Linked DNA regions of Callithrix jacchus: region 1 is linked to region 2. A link is a contact called in public Hi-C data. All regions are on one chromosome and are shown on one strand. The core of a region is the stretch at or near the end of the contact, and the rest is flanking DNA. Distances in the headings are between cores, read along the strand shown.

Region 1 (6,185 bases), core at 1,259-3,758, 61 kb before region 2:
GTTCTTTAAAGGTAGGGATCACATCATATGATTCCTGCAAATACTCCCCAAAGGTTAACACAGAGCTGCATTCATAAGTTTTTAATGACATCTGTGGAATCATATTCTTTGGGGCCCAATGAAAAGAGTGGCATGGCAGGGATTTAATAACCCATTACACATCCACCCCTACCACATGCACGCACCTTTTTTAATCCAGAAAATATAAAGTATTTTCAATTCTATGACATTTATCACACACCTATGCAGTAAGGACACAGGTATGATGCACCCCACTTTACAGACAGGGTAACTGGGACCCAGCACGTTTAATTGACTTGTCCCCCTAAAGGCATAGACTCAACACTGAACCCCAGGCATACTGACTCCCCATTGAACTGTATCCTGTCGCTGTGTGCCCCTTACCCTCCTCCCTGACCCTGCCATCAGGCACTACTGAAATGCCCCAGATGCATCACTGCTTTTGTTCTTAACAATGCAAAACATCAACTAAGCCCAGCAGGTGATAGACCTGGCCAGCCGCCAGGGGTCTGTGAGCACTGAACAGCCATCTCCATGCTCACTGTAGACAATGTATACATCAGCATGTGGTATGTTTCAGGCAGGCAAGAGAATGCAGAAGGGTTGGGTCTCCAGGTGACAAGAAAAGACTTCAGGAAAGGGGCTTGGGGAAAACATACAAGCCCATCTTAGTGTTTGTTGATGTACGGATGTGGAGAGAACATTTGCGGAGTGCTCTACCTAACAAAAGGAGAAAGTTCAATCCTGTTAAAAAGGGAGTTGTAAATCCTCGGGTGCTTCTGTGCTGAAAATGTTTGAGAGGGGGAAATTTGAAGAAAAGACCTTGAGGAAAAGAGAAAATACAGTCTTGCCAAGAGATTTCTCCCTTAGCAAAAATCTAGGAGCTAAACAGAGGACCCAGCCCAGGGCTTTGAAGCCATACTAAGTTTCATTCTGGGTCTTAAATTACTTTACTAATAAGACTTTAAATGTCTTTAGGATCTAAAGCTATCCCCAGCACCTAAATCAAGTATGGTCAGCTGAGGTAAAATGTGAGGAAGAGATACTTATTGCTTTGGTATTAATACCTAAAATAATATCACTATTTACCCAGTGGCTCACTCCTGTAATCCCAGTACTTTGGGAGACAGAGGTGGGTGGATCACGAGGTCAAGAGATAGAGACCATCCTGGCCAACACGGTGAAACCCTGTCTCTAATAAAAATACAAAAATTAGCTGGATGTGGTGGTGCACTCCTGTAGTCCCAGCTACTCGAGAGGCTGAGGCAGGAGAATCACTTGAACCCGGGAGGCGGAGGCTGCAGTGAGCCGAGATCATGCCACTGCACTCCAGCCAGGATGACAGAGCGAGACTCCGTCAAAAAAAAAAAAAAATCACCATTTATGAGGCAATTATGTGCCGGGCATTTTGTCAGAATAATGCCAGGAGACAGGTGCCATTATTATCATGAGTATTTTTCATAGGAGAAAATCGAAGCTCGGAGAGGTTAAGTAACTGCTCAAAGTAACACAGCCAGAAAGTGGCAGAGGCTAGAGTCGAATAGTTATCTCGAAGCTACTATGCCGCATTCTTTGAGGGTGTAGGTGTGTGTGTGCTTCTGTGTCCCGGGGTGGAAGGACAACGATATTGAAGATAGGTTAATGAAGTTTACTATGTACATGCTGGGGAAATGCATGCTGTCTTAGAGGCTGAGGCTGGCGCCGGTAGCCACAGTCCGATGGAGGGTGGTTAATCTGGTTTTAGAGGGTGGCCGACTGGCAATGGCAGACAGCGCTCAAGTCACTCGGCCATAGGAGGGCGCAAGCACACAGAGACACGAGAAGAAAAGGAAGAGAGCCTGAGCTCGAACTTGGGGAAATCAATGCCCAAAGCCTGCGGGACTCTGGAAGGAAGACGGGAAAGGGTTCACCCCCGAACCCCCAGACCGCTCAAGAAGCGCGGGGCGGGGCCCTGCCGCGCTCAAGCTGCGGGGAGGACCTGAGAGACGGGGACGCCTTGGGGGCTTCAGGGACCTGAGCTCCTCCTGCGGCAGGTGACGAGAAGGCCCAAGCCCAGCAGCCGCCCCGCCTCCCCCTCTCTGAAAGGCCCCATTCTCCATCGCCGCCGGGGGAGCAACCGGGCTACGAAACCACCTAGCGCCCCACCTTTCTTACTTTCTTCCTTCCCCCCATTCCCCCCCCCCCTTAATACTTCTCTGCCAAACGCCGTGGCGTCAGGGAGGGCTGGGAATGGCCCGCGCCGCCCCCGGGCCAACCAATCAGCAGCTTGTTGCCAAGGTGGGGCTTCCCCGGAGCGGGCGGAGGATGCCGCTCGGCCGCTGTTGCGGAGCAGAGAGCAGACTTGTGAGGGCGTTTGGTGGTTCTTACAGGTCCCAGCCAGCTGCTCTTGGGGATTGAAGGACGTGGGGGGCGGGGGGACGGGGGGCTGAGCGGCCGAGGGCCCACATCCGGGAGGGAGAGAGCCAGACACCTGCCTGCCTTCGCACCCGCAGCCGGCGCTGTCTCCCTCCTCCCCGAAGCGTCCTTGTTGGGCAGGTCTGACTCCAGGCAGCCGGTCTGGGATCGCCTCGGCCGCAACGGTCCCGGGTTGAAAGGCATCGCCGTCGTCCCCTTACCCTCACCACCAAGCATGTTGGGGAAGAGAGACCTGCAAACGCGAGAAGGTGCAAAAATCACCCACCTAACTTTCGAGGCAGACCAGATAGGAACTGAAGACGGTGCTGTCTTGCAGTGTGTGTCCCCGAAGTGACCAGTTGACCATGCAGCCCCGGAGGGGCTTAAGAGAGAGTGAAAAGGGCCCCAAGAAGCAGGAGACGAAAATCGCACACCTTCTCACCATGTAACAGTAATGCCCACAGTGCCGCAAAGCAGGGTCTGCACAGGAGGGTCTCACTTTTCCACTCATAACCCAGTTACACGAGGGAGAAAGGGCAGAGGCAAATCTACACCCTCACACGTTCTTCTTTGGCCTCAAACTCAATTCCCCAATCCTGCTTCTTTCTTTCCATTGTGTAACCTAGATAAGTGCCTCCTGTTCCCGTAATGGCCATAATATTTAATCACATTTATTGTGTACTTTCTAAGAGCTGGGTATCCTTTTGAGCAACTCACAAAAATCAGTCCTCCCTACAATACCAAGTAGGAGCTACTTTGATCCTCCTTTTCAGGTGAGAAAACAGGCAGTGCGAAGTTGGGTAACTTGCCTGTTGGCACAGAGCTCAGAGCTAGCTGTACCTAGGTAGTCTGTTTCCACCTGGGAGACCCATCCGACTTGGCTCTAGAAAAGGTAGATTTTCCTGCTATTTTGCCAAAGGAAATGGCTAGAATGGTTGCCTTTTGAAGCAGCACCTGACCCCTGCCCCACAAGAGCAGGACTTTCAGTTAAGGTCCTTAAGTCTCCCAAGACTTTGGGAGGCTAAGGCTCGTGGATCACAAGGTCAGGAGATTGAGATCATCCTGGCCAACATGGTGAAACCCCATCTCTACTAAAAATACAAAAATTAGCTGGGTGTAGTGGCGGCCGTCTGTAGTCCCAGCTACTCAGGAGGCTGAGGCAAGAGAATCTTTAAAACCCGGGAGGTGGAGGTTGCAGTGAGCCAAGATGATGCCACTGCACTCCAGAGTAAGACTCTGTCTCAAAAAAAAAAAACAAAAACAAAAAAAGATTTCCAAGAGACTTCTCCAGACTCCCAAGAGATTCACCCTGTGGTTTCACCATATAAAATGAAACCAGATAAAATGCTAGATTTGATAGGTGAATTTCACCATTATGCAAAAAAAGAAAAATGAAGTCAGAGAAAATCCTCCCATCTGCCCAGTCCTGATCCCCTGGACCAGCCCAGAGCATGTCTCAGAAGCAGGAGAAAGGTGAAGTATTCATCCCCCAAACTTCACAGCTTTGTTGTATATTTTCAAAATGGATCTCGCTTAGGGCAGACACCAACGAATTTGGGGAATGGTGGGCAGGGATACAGGAAGAAGAGGCTGAGAACCTGCCCCCAGCTGATGTTGGGAACGGCTATTTGCAGGGTGCTGCTTGGGTTGAGAGGGCAGTCGACTGTTTCACTTCCCATTCCCCCATGCTTACTCTCTGAGCCATGCCCTGGCTCAGTACCCCCTTCCCCCCCCACCCATGTCCTCCACCCCACCCTGCACCAGTGTCCCAGATCCTGGGGCACACCATCTGCCTGTCCTCCCCCTTCCCAAGGGACTTAGCTCCTCGAATTGAGACCTTTAAATAATTAAATGCCCCAAAGCCTCCCTACACTGATCCCCAGCCTCTGGCTGGGGTGTTAATTCAAAGACCAGGAGCTGGGCTGGAGGGCTGCCAACCCCACCGCCTCTATTCAGCTCCTTTCTTTTCCTGCTCAGCTGCCGGGCGGTGGCTAATGGGTCTTTTCTCCTGCTTTGGCCCCTCCGCCTGCCAGGCCTAGTCCACAGAAAAAACAAACAAAAGGAACAGAGCTGTAAGGGACCTTGGGGGTGGGGAGGAAGCCGGACTTTGGATGTCAGCTCTTCCAGGCTAGGGGTGGGGAAGGAGGAAAATACCAGATCCACTTCGCCCTGGGAAAGGTAAAGGGACCAGGGTGGAGAGAGAGGACGCAGAGGCTTTGCCAGCTCCTTATCCCAGGACAGGAGCCAGGCTATCTATCTCCCTCTGACTGGGGAGCTGTGTGACCAAAGGAGGAGGGAGGGGGTGTCAGTCACTTGAGTGGTTTGGGGCTTCAGCTGCATCCTCATGCAAATTAACCTAGTGAGTCACTGGAAGTTTGGTCCAGACACAAAGAAGCTGCTGCTCTCACCCGAGGCTTCCCCCACTACAGCAGCCCCCTCCCGGGCGAAGCAAACAAAAGGCCCAAGCCAGCGGTGCGTGAAGGAGTGAATGGGCGAGACCTTCCCTGGTGACGTCCCACCAGACAGATGGCAACAGTTGCCCCACACCAGTTGCAAGCCTCCTTTCATCCTTCTCCCAAGTCATAAAGGAGAAAGACCCCCGTCCCTCTAGAGCCCATCGGCTCCTCAGGGCAAATCCAAAGGCAGGACGGGGTAGCCGGTGGGCTGCCAGGGAGCAGAAGGTGAGAGGGGAATGGACGCTGCATGTTTGGCTGGAAAACAAAAAGTTTGTTGAAAGCACAGGCACCACGGCCAGCCCAGCCCATCTGTCCTCTGGGGAAGCGCTGCCCCCACGCTCCTGCTCGGCTTCTGGCCAGCCCTGCACAGAGCTGGAAAGGAAAGAGTCCCCTGGAAAGGAAGACTTCAGTTTGGGGCAGCAGCACTAAGCCTTAATACTTTGGGACTTTGTAGTTTGAGGCTTTCATTAGGCAAAAATCCCTTGACTCGAATTGTTTTGCCTCTTCAGAAATTAGGGTTAAATGGAAAATCCGAGGCCTCTGGGACAGGTGGGGAATAGTAGGACCTGGGTGCTCTGCAGTTACATGATAAAGTTTGACTTGCTCCAGAATGGGATTCTATTAAAATCATCCACACATTCCCACAAACATTAAGAAGCTAGGATTGGGCCAGGAGTCGGAAAACTCAGCTTCCCGTCTCAGCTCATCGTGTGTGTGTTGTGTAATTCTGGGCAAGTCATCTGGGTTGTTCGAGTTCCAGTTTCCTCTCTGTAAATTGGGGGGTGAAAAACACCCACCGCCCTACCTCCTAGTGTGGTAGAGAGCACGCTGATGCTCCATCAGGAGAAGCTGTGCAAGGCTTTCCTCTCAATTTCCCCGCACCCTCAGCTCCCAGGAAGTGGAGTGGGCATGGCACTGTCAACGTAGTTCAGAGTACCTCACATCTATTACTTCATGAGGCAACTGAGAGTAGAAAGGTTCAAGGCTGTGCAGAGATCCTTTCTTGAGAGTAGGGTTGGAGGCTGAGCGAAGGCTAGTGCCCTCCGCCCAACCTCCCGAACCTCAGATTTTTGTCTCCCTTCTCTCTCTGCTTTCCATCAACCTAGCCTGACTCGGGAGGATTTAAGGGGAACTCTGCTAAGAGTTTATCTAGTTTATTTATTGAGGTCAATACATTCAGAATAAGAGAACCGTTCCTATGTCTTAATCATAGTTTAGTAAAGTTATGATTCTGAGGCCATAGGCATGCATTCTTCTAGGCTAAATGCCACAGTTGTTCTTTTCTTCTTTTTTTTTTTTTTTTTTTGAGATGGA
Region 2 (6,432 bases), core at 3,351-5,850:
CCTGACCTCAAGTGATCCACCCGCCTTGGCTAACCATGACAGTTTTCAAAGGCACAGTAAGGGCAGGTCTGTGAGAAATGTTACATACAATTAATGTGATACACATCAGAGTCTGGCTCAGTTCCCCTTCCAGATTCCCAGCTCAGGAATGTATACCACCATCTCTCCTTTTCTTGTCAGCCCTGGAGAAAAACAAAAAGAGAATCAAAAACAAAATGACACAAAAACCCAGAGGGATGAGTAAACAGCGGGAAACCCCAGACTCCCACGGGTAAGCACTGAGGGCAGGTGCCTCCCAAGCCTTTCCTAACCCTTCTGTTCCTAGCCAATGGGGAACCCAGGCTTCCAGTATCTTCCTGAGTCTGAGCCCCATCCAGCAGGTCAGGGGCTGGATGGGGGATGGCCAGGGTGCTGTTTCCAGGCACTGGCTGTCTCCCACTCTTCTACTAAAGTGCTAGGACTTGGCGAATCTCACCAGGAAGCTGAGCTGAGCACTTGAGCCAGCCAAACACCCTCCTGGGTCCTCAGCTCATCAAGGGGCCATCCAGGGAGACAGCAAGTCCTGCTGTCCATGTACTCTAGAGTGAAGGATAGGCTGTGTGACCTCAGCAGGCCCCTTCCTTCCCGGGACCAGCTTCTGGGTCTGTAAAATGGCAATAACCCACAGGACGGTGATGAGCAGAGACTGAAAGGCCAGCTGTGAGGGGCCTCTGTGAGCTGTGTGTGCAGCCCAGGTCAGGGGATCTCGATGTCCTACCTGCTCTAGGTTGGCTGGTGTTTGTGTCACCCACATCAGGCTTCCAACCGGCGCAGGGGTAGGAGTTAGCTTTCTTAGGTGTGTGCTTTCCTGGAGGATGAGCCTGAACTGGGGTGTCTTCAAGAACACCTGTTTGGGGGCTGCCTGTCTCCTTCAGAGGGTTGTGTAGAGAATGCGGGTGGAGTAGAGATTGTAAGGCGGGGGGGATGGGGGTAGAAAGGCTCTTCCAAAAGGCTTCCATCCTCCTGGCCCAATCAGCACCCCACGCCCTCTTCTCCACCCACCAACCACAAATCTTCAGATTCCTCTGGACAGCTCCAGCCTCAGTTTCTTGGTCCCTCAGGTCTCCAGGTAAGAAGCCAGTCTGGGGGGAATGGGGGAAGCAGACCACCCTGGGAGCATCCTCCTTTCTCCCCTGCTTCTCCATGGGTGGGCTGATACCAGCAGGATCAGGGACACAGAGCTGAGGGCAAGGAGCAGAGGGACTCAGCCAACGTGGTTCCAATGCCCCGTTTGTGAAGTTGATCTTTCCCTCCCATGGGTAAAGTCTCTAAATTTGAAACTTATAAAACCCAGCATCTGTTTCATGACTACAAGACAATGATCACTGATTGAGTCCCTCCTCACGCTGGGCCAGGTGTTCGACACTGCACACATTTCAAGTGTAATCCTCTCCCAACCCCGTGGCTGAATGTCTCCTGACTGACACATAAGGAATCTGGGGTTCCAGAACATGCCCGAGGTCACACATTGTGGCAAGTGGCAGGACCAGGCTGTCCCAGCTTCCCCAGACTTGGAAACCTGTCACCCGGGAAACCTGTCACTCAAGGAAAGCATGTGGCTGAGGGAAATGAAATTTAGTATCTTCAAATCCACTCCAAGAACCAGAAAACATCTCCTTCAAGTTGAGCGCTGTGCACCCTTAGGCCAAGAAAAGCACTAAATTGGCTGGGCATGGCGTTCATGCCTGTAATCCCAGCACTTTGGGAGGCCAAGGTGGGTAGATCATTTGAGCCCAGGACTTTGAGAGACCAGCCTGGGCAATATAGTGAGACCCCGTCTCTACAAATAATACAAAATTAGCCAGGAATGATGGCGTGTGCCTGTGGTCCCAGGAGGCGGAGGCTGCAGTGAGTCAAGGTCATGCTACTGCACTCCAGCCTGGGTGACAGCCAGACTGTCTTCAAAAAAAAAAAGAAAGAAAAGAAAAAGAAACAAGAATGTCACTAAATAAAATTGTAGCCCAGGGAATTATCTGGCACCTGCCTGACTGGAGAGACACTGTGCTAGAGAAGGGCTCAAGGAATAGCGAGGGTTTGTGAGAAGACCCAGTGCTGAGCGGGGTGAGGAATAACGGCTTTCAGAGAGTGGTTGTTGTAAATACGCCTTCTGCAGACAGGGAAGTCGCCCAGCTTTCCGGAAATAGAAGAGCCACTGTTTATCTGCCTGGACCCAGTCCCTGCACCGCACATGCTCTACGCTCCTCCCAGAAGCCCTGGGTCGTTCTGTGCATCATCTCCATGTATCAGATGAAGAGGCTGAGGCTTGAGCGACCTGCCAAGGACATGTTAAGAACTGGTAGAGCTGTGATTACAACCCAGGACACTCCTGAGCCGCCCTTTCCCTGACGCTTCCCAGCACATCACACATTTCTGGTTTTGTTTTTTTTTTTTTTTTGAGACGGAGTTTCGCTCTTGTTACCTAGGCTGGAGCACAATGGCGCGATCTCGGCTCACTGCAACCTCCACATCCTGGGTTCAGGCAATTCTCCTGTCTCAGCCTCCCAAGTAGCTGGGATTACAGGCACGCACCACCGTGCCCAGCTAATTTTTTGTATTTTTAGTAGAGACGGGGTTTCACCATGTTGCCAGGATGGTCTCCATCTCTTGACCTCGTGATCTTGCTCTGTCGTCCAGGCTGGAGTGCAGTGGCGTGATCTCGGCTCACTGCAACTTCTGCCTCCTGTGTTCAAGTGGTTCTTCTGCCTCAGCCCCCTGAGTAGCTGGATTACAGGTGCCCCCCACCACTATGGGCTAATTTTTTGTATTTTCAGTAGAGATGGGGTTTCTTCATATTGATCAGGCTGGTCTCGAACTCTCGACATTGTGATCCACCCACCTCAGACTCCCAAAGTGCTGTGATTACAGGCATGAGCCACTGTGCCCAACCACGTCACATATTTCTGTAGCCCAGTCTGACAGATTGAGAACTCCTTCAGGGAAGGCTGGCTGCATTTGCTCTGGTTCTGCATTTTCCCGGTAACGCCAGGAGGGAATGGATGACTTGAGTCGATTCCTGACACCAGCCTTCTAAACAAACTGGCGCTCACTGTAAGCAATCACAGTGGCATTGTCTGCCCATCCATGCATCTCCTGCGGTTTGTTGGGTGAGCCAGGCCTGTAGATGTTAACCAATGCCAGTCACCTGAAAAATAAAGGCAAGTTCTAGACCTGTCAGAACAAGATGGGCCCTGCGGCTCTAAGGTTCTGCTTCAGGGAGTTGGTAGGAGGGGCAAAGGCTACCTAAGGAGCCAGTTCAGGCTAGAGCTCAGGAGATACAGGCACAAGTCCTGGCTGTGTGTCCTGGGACAAGTTACCTAACATCTCTGAGCTGCATTTTTCTGCCGACCTCACAGAATAAGTGTGTGTAAAATAACTCAGCAAACTGTAGAGTGCGTTGTGGTCTGCCTGAAGGTATCACAGCTGCTGTGCGTGCCTGCCTGGCCCACTGGCCCCTTGAGGACGGGCACTGTCACCTGATTAGACGATTCCTCTGGCTTCTTAAGACTCAAGGTGCCTGGCCTCCTTCAGGGTCTTGGAAGCCTTTGTGGCAGTCCCCCACCTCTACCCCACCCCTAGCCACCTACCCCAGGAACCTTCCCCAGGACTGGTGACCCTGTGGAAATTGCCCAGTACCCTCTCTGCCAGCTCCTGTCTGTACCCTCAGCCTAGGAAGGATGATTACGTGGTGACCCTTCTGTGTCTATGAAAAGGGCGATTCCAGTGGTTCACACCCATAATCCCAGCACTTTGAGAGGCCAAGGCAGGCAGATTACAAGGTCAGGAGTTTGAGACCAGCCTGGCCAATATGGTGAAACCCTGTTTCTACTGAAAATTATGAAAATTAGCTGGGCGTGGTGGTGTATAGTCCCAGCTACTGGGGAGGCTGAGGCAGGAGAATCTCTGGAACCTGGGAGGCAGAGGTTGCAGTGAGCTGAGGTGGTGCCACTGTACTCCAGTCTGGGCAACAGAGTGAGACCGCATCAAAAAAGAAAGAGAGAGAGAGAGAGAGGGAGGGAGGGAGGGAGGGAGGGAGGGAGGAAGGAAGGAAGAGAAAGAAAGAAAAAAAGAGAGAGAGAAAGAAAGAAAGAAAGAAAGAAAGAAAAAGAAAGAGAAAGAAAGAAAGAAAAAAAAAAGGGTGACTCTGTCTGAAAAGTGAGGAAGCAAAGAGGGGCTGCTGGCTGGTGGGTCAGATGGGAGTGGGCTCCCTGACCCTGTCTGTTTCACAGTTTGAGTCCCTCTTCTCCATCCTGTGTGGCCACAGGCTGCCTCTCGTACCAGCCTGACAGTATTGTCCTGCAAACACTGGTCTCTTGGGGTGAGGACACACTGCCCCCTCAGGCTGGGAGCCCCAGGCAGAGGCCATGCTGGCCCCTTTCCCCCTCGCATGGGCCCCACCTGGGACGGCAGGTATCAGAGCCCAGGTTGGGTGATTTGGCCTGAGCAATCACTTGCCTCCAGGTAAGACAGTGAGCCCAGCAGGCTTTTGGTTTGGTTTTGTCTTCTTATCCAAGAACCGAAGGCCTGTTTTACAATCCCGTGGCCCCTTTCTTCTGACTAGAGAGGCAAGCAGGGCTTCCTCCGTGTGCCCTCACACTGACTTAACGAGCAGGCCCATCGGAGAGACCGGTCTGTTGAAGGGGCCACCGGCCAAGGAGGCAATCCGCCCGGTGGCCCTTCCCGCTGCAGGCACACAGAGCGGCTCCCGCGGGGCTGAGCAGAGGCAGTGGCTCCCGATCCTCCTGCAGCATCAGCACCGCCCCTGCCGGCCGCGGCCGAGAGCCCAGGACCTGGCGGACAGGAGAAGCCGCACCCTTGGCTCAGCACAAAGCCCACAGCACCGTCCCCGGTGCACAGACGCGGTCACACGCACCCCCGTCCACACACAGCCAGAGGAAATCGGACGGGTGAGCAACGATGGCTGGCTTTGAATAAACACAATCAGCGACTTCAGACCTCTGGGGACAAGGTGCCTTTTCTGGGCCGCGAGACGCACCGTGCCAGAGGCGAGACCTGTTGAGACCAGACTCTGCCCGCTCCCCAAAGTGAGGCTGAGCACCGAGCGGTGGCCTGGCGCCCCCTGCCGGTGAACTTTGTCTGGCACACCAGGTTCACGGTGAATAAACTGGGGGTGCCGCCTCCTCTGTGCTGGGCCCTGTGGGTTGGAAGAATTTCTCCTGCTCCCTCCTTTTCGTCTAGGGGATCAGGGTAATTTACTTCAGTTCATTCTCCCAGAGGCAGGATTATCTCTGTCGTGTAAAAGGAAAAATGAGGCTCAGAGAACTTAAGCACATTTCCCAGGATCACACAGCATGTTGCGGGCAGCTCCAGTAGAGGCGCTGGCCTCGATGCTGGGCCAGTGTTCTATCAGACACTTCGGGGGGTAGCGTACTAGGGATCACTGCGGGAACTGAAGTCCAGAAGGGGCCTGGATCAGCCCTCCCCTTAAGGAGCTCCCACTCTCCAGGGAGACCAGCCAGATGAGACTACCAAGAAGTCACACCCCTGCCTTCCCACAGGGAGCAGTGCAGGATTTAGGTGGAAGTCAAGTAGCATGAAGGTGAAGGTTGGAGGGCTCCGGAAGCCAGGCCAGGCTGGGTTCTCCAGCAGGGAGTGGGTGCCCAAGCCCAGGGTCACCGCCTTCTTGGTGGAGTCTCCTACGCCATCCTTCCCTGTGCTCAGCCCCTCCAGGATCATGAGGCCCACCCACTTGTCCTGCTGGGAGGGCCCTCTTTCTCCTTGAGAATGTACAGGTTGAGACAATGTCTGTATCTTGCTTTTTCTGGGCCAGGCCACCTCGGTCCCCATTCTCCTGGGCGTTCCTGGGATTCAGGAAGTGAGGTCTTTGAAATGAATGTTCGGGCTGCAATTAACCCTAAGGATTTACTGCGGCTTAGGAAGAAGCTTTTTCTCTTCAGAGCGGTTGGCCAGGGGCTAGGGCTGTCCCCACTCCTATCTGGTCCTGGCTGTCTGCCCTTGAGGCTGGGGCAGTATGAGGAGTATGCAGGCAAGTCCAAGGCTCTGACTCACATCGTGTCTCCAGGCTCCAGGCGTCTTCCTAGGTTGCCTGCCTGTTAACAGCTGTAATCAGTGTCTCACAGGCGGCAAAGCTGAGGTCAGTCTCCTCACCAGCGAAAAGGCTTCCTTCATGGGGTCCCCTCCTCCCCGATTCCCTCGTGTGGCCGAGATCCTTTAACAATAGGTTCCATCACGGGGCGGTGAGTAGATGCCTCATACAGGGAAACCCCTGACTGCTGTACCGTGATGATTACAGGACGAGGACTCAGAGCCAGATAGACCGGGATCTGATCCCAGTTCAGCCAGTTACTGTCTGTGTCACCTTCCGCAAGTGGCTTAACCTCTCTGACCTCAGTTTCCAAATCTGTCCGTCAGGAT

Evidence for each region. Hi-C and Micro-C count contacts between places; a contact is called where the count stands out from the background.
Region 1: a contact with region 2 is called in a Hi-C map of skeletal muscle, with 6 times the contacts expected there. The contact joins two enhancer-like sites. A contact is called at or near these places in 3 of 3 Hi-C or Micro-C datasets (induced pluripotent stem cells and skeletal muscle).

What each region holds. Positions count from the first base shown.
Region 1 is chr19:30,377,419-30,383,603 of calJac240_pri, reverse strand. No RefSeq gene overlaps it. Among named protein-coding and RNA genes, the nearest start is that of BTG2, 23 kb to the right of the region's middle. Within about 2 kb of position 2,508, at least 14 of the 16 cell types and tissues checked have an H3K27ac peak or open chromatin away from gene starts, as enhancers often do. A contact at or near this core is called in skeletal muscle, where this site is marked.
Region 2 is chr19:30,318,684-30,325,115 of calJac240_pri, reverse strand. LOC144580390 (a long non-coding RNA gene) reads left to right here. Exons shown (of 3, transcript XR_013529834.1): 3 at 1-227. Among named protein-coding and RNA genes, the nearest start is that of BTG2, 36 kb to the left of the region's middle. Within about 2 kb of position 4,600, at least 14 of the 16 cell types and tissues checked have an H3K27ac peak or open chromatin away from gene starts, as enhancers often do. A contact at or near this core is called in skeletal muscle, where this site is marked.